Linked DNA regions of Mus musculus: region 2 is linked to region 1. The links are chromatin contacts, called in public promoter capture Hi-C maps. All regions are on one chromosome and are shown on one strand. The core of a region is the stretch at or near the end of the contact, and the rest is flanking DNA. Distances in the headings are between cores, read along the strand shown. Region 1 holds the start of Cnih4 (cornichon family AMPA receptor auxiliary protein 4). Region 2 has its middle 5.7 kb from the start of Gm32767.

What was found. Promoter capture Hi-C pulls out the DNA fragments that hold promoters and counts their contacts.
Region 2: a promoter capture Hi-C map of hippocampal neurons shows a contact between it and region 1, with 5 times the contacts expected there. The contact joins the enhancer-like site here to the promoter of Cnih4 in region 1. A contact is called at or near these places in 10 of 39 promoter capture datasets (the 3T3-L1 cell line, 3T3-L1-derived adipocytes, cranial neural crest and 6 more), 1 of 15 datasets of contacts at CTCF or cohesin (embryonic stem cells), 4 of 484 Hi-C or Micro-C datasets (the G1E-ER4 cell line, embryonic stem cells and nephron progenitors), 5 of 115 datasets of contacts at active chromatin or transcription factors (bone marrow-derived macrophages, fetal liver, large pre-B cells and 2 more) and 2 of 9 other capture datasets (embryonic stem cells and liver).

Annotation. Positions count from the first base shown.
Region 1 is chr1:181,149,526-181,152,701 of GRCm38.p6, forward strand. It overlaps Cnih4 (cornichon family AMPA receptor auxiliary protein 4), which reads left to right and starts at 1,406. Exons shown (of 5, transcript NM_030131.3): 1 at 1,406-1,536. The coding sequence starts at 1,468.
Region 2 is chr1:181,544,330-181,547,193 of GRCm38.p6, forward strand. No RefSeq gene overlaps it. Among named protein-coding and RNA genes, the nearest start is that of Gm32767, 5.7 kb to the left of the region's middle. Within about 2 kb of position 1,267, at least 22 of the 459 cell types and tissues checked have an H3K27ac peak or open chromatin away from gene starts, as enhancers often do. A contact at or near this core is called in hippocampal neurons, where this site is marked.

The DNA.
Region 1 (3,176 bases), core at 156-2,655:
TCCAAGCAACCACATGGTGGCTCACAATCATCTATATTGGTATCTGATGCCCTCTTCTGGCATGCAGACATATATGCAGGTAGAGCACCCATACATTAAAAAATTTAAACAAACAAACAAAATAATTGTGGTTAATTGTGGTGTGAGCTATTACATTTTCTCAGGATAAAAGACCATCTAAGGGATGTAGGACAGGCCCAGTGTGGTGGTAAAAAGGGTGCTGGATCCGTGGAGATGGAATTACAGACAGTTGTGAGCTGCCATCCAGATTCTGGGAATGGAATCCAGGGAGCCATCCCTCCAGCACACCCCCTACCCCATCCTGTTTTTTTTTCTTTTTTCTTTTTAAGCACAGCAAGTGCCTACTGTCTTGGGCCTCTCTGCTCCTTGTAAATCGTCCAACCCTGTGTGAAACCCTCAGCCTGGTCTCTGCTGCTCTTCAGGGGTTTCTTCCTGCCCTTCAGGGTACTTGGGACTGCTTTTAATTTCTGTGGTTTATTCTATCTCCCCTACACTTACTATGCAAGGTGCAGGCTTGTGGGTGCCTCCCCTCTCTGTTCATTGTGTCTCTTAAGACCTAGAACAGTGCCTCACATACACTACCTGCTTTAAATTTAAATTTAAAATGAAAGTTAAATAAATGGATGAGCGAGTGAATGGCTGCTGGAATTGGCTTCCAAAGGCAACAGAACCCACCCAAGTTCTGTTTTGAATATTTAGTTGCTACTTTATTGCCCTTTTAACCACCAGAGCAGTTGTTTGCTCTGTTCATCTCTGCACTTGAAGTGTACAGTAGCTCTTGGTCTATAGTAAGGGTGTAGTAAAAATTATTTGCCTCCCTCTTTAAAAAAAGGTTGATAACTGGATTCTGTAAAATTCTTCAAATTCAGAGGTGAGAAAGCTTGCTGTTATCAAGAATTGGCAAGCAACTGGGTAAGTGCTGGGGAAACAGGTCAGGAACTGAAGAGCAGAACTCAGTGGCTTTGTATTTGAGATGAAAAGTTATAGAATGCAGGAGGGTAGAGAACAGGCGTTAAAGCAGCCATGTGTGGAGACCTATGCCAATAATCCCAATGCAAAGAGACCCAAGTTAGAGGCCAGGCTGGGCTTACAGAGCAAGATCATACCACTCGCATACAAAGCGCATTCCACAGAAACCAACAATGATAGGCAAGGAAGGATGGATACAAAGTGAAAGAGAGACAGAAAATTTCATATGATAGGCAAGGAAGGATGGATACAAAGTAAAAGAGAGACAGAAAATTTCATACAGGGTGAGTAACTTCATGCAGTGGATACTAAATGAGGGTGAGGTCCACCTGCTATGCTCCCTGGGCACTAGTGAACTTCATTTCCCATCATGCATCGCGTCGCGGAGGTGGCGTTTTTGGACCACAACTCCCGGCATGCCGCCTATCCCAGCGGCGCGGCCCGAAGCTGGTTTGACGGGCGGAGCGGCGGCGGAGGATGGAGGCGGTGGTGTTCCTCTTCTCGCTCCTCGACTGTTGCGCGCTCATCTTCCTCTCCGTCTACTTCGTATCCTTGGTTGAAGCGGGCCGCGGCCGCCGCTCGTTCCCAGGGCTACCGCCGGGGCAATGGGCAGAGGGTGGGCCCGGCGGGCGCTGGCAGGTTGGGGTGAGGGGGCGGCGGCGCGGGCCCGGGTCGCGAGCGGAGGAGCCTCGCTGCGCCTCGGGCGGGCCTGAGCCAGCTCCCCCTGCCTCCTCTTCGCCTGCCTGGGCCGCCGGGGGTCCCCGAGAGAGCGAAGCCGTTCAGGGGCATAGCCGGCCGGCCTGAGGCTTTGCCGCCTTCTCTAGTCCCCGGCAGCACCCTTGCCCCTTTGTCCTTGTGGGTGTCTGCCCTTCTGGAGACTCCCCACACCCAGGAGATGACTCATTCCAAGAACTGGCGGTGTGCTTCCTTCACGTGCAGTTCTTTAGGGTTTTTGAAAGAAGCATCCACAAAGTGTTTCTGGTTGCCTTCCGCAGTGGACTATCTGTAAACTCAGTAACTATACCTGTGGCTTAATCCCCAGTTTCTAAACTTTATATATATATATATAAAATCCGTGTTAACATTCAGTATTTTCTATAGTTGTTTCTGTTACAGGTTTCAAACAGTATTTTCCAGACCAGTACATGGTGTTCTTCAGCCTAGCACTGTAGTAGTTGTGTGATGTGACTTCAGTACTCTCAGTCCTTGGGGGATGATAGTCTTTGTTACAGCACGCTGCTGTAATGCAGTAGTGTAATGCACAGACCACTTTTAAGTAATTAGATATGACTAGTAAAGTGCTCCAGGACCTGTGGCTGTTGCCCCTTTCCCTATGAAATCACGTCCTCTTTTCTGATCGAATTGAACTTTTTGTTTGTGCAGCCCTGGAATGGCTGCACAGAATATATTTCCCGCTTTTATGATGAACTGACAGTTTGTCTTAATAGGAAGAAACAAACTTTGGAACTATGAACCTTGCCCAGTACTGTATCTTACCTGCTTCGATTTTCTTTAGGATTGTAGATATGTATTTCCTAAATATACACAGTGAGAATTTGTGTCAAACACCCAGTGGCTGCCCAATTGAAATTATCTAGCAGCAGTTCTTACTTTGATGATTTCTCATGCAAAGAGCCCTGTGTTTTATTAGCTTTGAGGAACTGAATAAAAGGGCAAGATCTCTTACCTAAGTTCCAATGACCATTGTTTAGCTTATGATATAAGGGACCAGAGCTGTTTGACAGAAATGCAACAACAATTTTTTATTATTTTTGTAGTTTGGAAAATTTGATCATTAAAACAGTCTTGGTGTATAACAGATCATGTATATATGTACATGTTAGCTGGAATGTTGAACAGTGGTTACACAGTCAGGGCACATTTTGGTGAGAATTCAGATTTTACAGTGTTGTAGGATTGTTGGAGTAATTGCGTTACAGAGAGTAGGTGGGAAATGGTCAGAGTAGATTTCATGTAAACTATAGGAGTGTGTGGAATTAGAATAGTGAAGAAATCTACAGGGGAAAGGGGACAGATATTTGCAGTCACTGGTCAGAGCAAGGTGCAGGGCAGGCATGCTTATTTTTGTGTGATGGGTAAAGATCAGGAGCTCATGGTTCCTTAGGGTCATCATGAGATCAGATGGGAAAGGAGGGTTAGATCAGATGGGGGGGGGGTTTCATCCT
Region 2 (2,864 bases), core at 17-2,516, 390 kb after region 1:
TTGGGATCCAAAGAATGAAGGGGAGCTAGGAGGTATTGTGGTGCTGGAGTTAACTCCTGGGTGCCTGCCTCGTGGGCTTTCTCTGCTTGGGTGCAGAGTCTCTGTCTCCTGCTGCACAGGAGCTCAGAGGACAGCACAACTGTTACTCCTCCCTGCCTTTGGGGGATAAACATTTGAGGAAAGACCCATGAGCTGGGGCGAAAGCCATTGTCTCCATGATCCTGTGCGTAGAGGACAGACCTGAAGGTGAGTGGTACCTGGCTGAGTGTCAGAGTCCCTCTTCTTCTGGGCTGTCTTGATGGGAAAGTTCAGCCAGGCACCAAGGGTCAGGGGGCAGAGGAGATCCACAGATTCAGCTAGAGTGCCTGCAAGAGGGAAGCTGAGTGCCCTCAGGATCCCAGGACCTCCCGGGTCAACTTTCAGGAGTGGTCCTGGTTGTATAGCATGATAGGGTGGACAGGGAACAGGGAACAGCCACCTTCCTGCTTCCCTCAAATTCCCAGTCTCAGAGTCTCTATTTGCACGTCTGAGGGTAGAATATGAGAAAACTGGGCTTTCCTGAGGCTTGCAGGAGCCTTGGGACCAAAGCACATAGTAGGCACTTAAAACTGCTGAAGTTGATCATACAGCCACACCTACGTCCTTCCTAGGAATGTGGGCAAGTCAGCCAAACTCAGAAATGTGTGTCCCGACACAGAGACACCTGTAGACTTCTTTTTGCTTTTAGTTCTTTTACGTTTTACTTTCCTGTTTTATTATTATTTTTTAACTCACAAGTAATTATAGCTATTGATTGGGTGCGGCTCAATGTTTTGGTGTTATCTCTGCACTATGAAATGACCAGATCAAGCCAACTAATATATCTACCCCGCAGTCATTGTTTCTGATGAGAATACCTGACGCCTATTCTCCCAGCAGTTTACAAGAGACTGTGTGTCTTTATTAATCCTGGTCTCGGAGTTGTCTTAGAGATTATTATGACATAGGTTTCAGGGACTACAATAAATTGATTTCAAGATGACCTATTTGGTCTCTCCCTGGGAAAACTTGCGGTGACAGGATGGCGCTCTGCGGGAGATCGCGTAACGATCAAATACAGGCAACTCCCTACTAACAAGCACCTCATACACTCGCTCAGCTCGGCATCGCATCGGCATCGACATACAGTCCAGCCGCTGGGCTTGTTATCCTGGTGTATAAACCAATCTCTTCACCAGCGTGTTGGTTTCTCATAGGAACGCAGCAATGTTTCATCTTCCCATTGCAATGTCGCCACCTAGTGTTCATAAGTAAGAACTGACAGACCATGAACCCCTGTCTTCCGCCGCCATTGGGGCAGTGTGGATGACTTCTGAGGTAATGGATGGGGTTCAAAATTTGAGGTGTAGCTTGGGTCTTGACGAGAAATAGCAAACACTGAAGAAGAGAAATTGGGTGAGAGGGGTGTCCCCTCCTTCCACAGACTGCTGCAAGGAGATACGGTTGGCGCTTGGGTCAAGAAAGCAGTTGTTTCGTGGAGGGGCAGGTCCCTATTCAGAAGTTTGTGGCTGACTCAATTCCTAAGGGCTCTAGGATGGGAACAAAAGAGTTTAGAGTTTAGTATTATCAGGACGTTTTCTAGGACACCAGGTAGGTGTGGGGTTACTTTCCTAAATGCACCGTGAATCCCCCTTGTCTGTGGGCCTGGAGAGACGGAACTCTTCACTCTGTGGACCTCCTGGGTGGTCTTTCTCTTTCATCTTTCTCTCTGTGTTATGGGTCCCTCTACAGTCAGGCAACCTCACGAGCCACCCTGTATTCTTACACGTGATTAAAATCATTTTTCTGGTGTATAAAAATATCAGGGTGCGCAGTGTTAGCAGGGAGGCCACACTCCTGCAGAGGGCCTGTGGGAACATTAGACGATCCGCCTCGATAGAGGTCCCATTCTATGAGAAAGGCTGGAAGAACCATGATTCCAGCTCAGGATTTTATCCAAGGGATAGGGTGGGGTGACCCTGAGAGAGGACGTCAAAGGGAGCCCAGCTTGTTCAGTGAACTCGTGCTACAATTTTGATCTGAAATACCCCGAAGCCCAAACTTGATCCCCGGTGTCACACAACTGGGAGGTGGTGGGCTCCTTAAGAGAGGGGTGCTAGTGGGAGGAAGCTGGGTGTTATGCCATGGCTATAGTGGGACTTTCTCCGACACAATCAGCAGTATAAATAATCGCATGGAGTCTTCTATATAGTTTGAAGCCGAGGCCTTTTGCTTGGGCAGTCTCCTGGCTATTCTATACCTAACCTGACTAACTAGCCTACAACTGGCCACATGGCTAGCTCTATAGCTTTCTCTGCTCATCTTCAGTCCTTGTCTGTTCCCTCTGGGTCGGCTCTCCCTTTGCCGCAATCTCCGTGCCCAGAAGTCCCACCCTCCATTTCCGGCTCCAGCTATTGGCTGTGAGATCTTTATTTACAACCAATCAGCAGTGAGACAATCTGCCTCTAGGATTACCTTCAAGTGTCTAAGCAGGTGCGGACGGACAACTATTTACAAACATAAGGCTGGCGAAGGCTGTAGACATAACAATGCCACTCTCCTGCCAGCATTTAGCTTTCTGTCCTACGGAATCAACAATTGAAAATACAGAGACATACCTTTACACAAAGTTAAAAAAAAGAAAGTTATCTCAACACCGTGTGATGATTTGTCTATGCTCGGCCCAGGGAGCTGCACCATTAAAAGGTGTGGCCCTGTTGGAGTGGGTGTATCACTGTAGGCGTGGGCTTTAAGACCCTCGTCCTAACTTCCTGGAAGCCTTCTTCTCCTAGAGGCCTTCCGATGAAGATGTAGAACTCTCAGCTCTGCCTGTGCCATACCTGCCT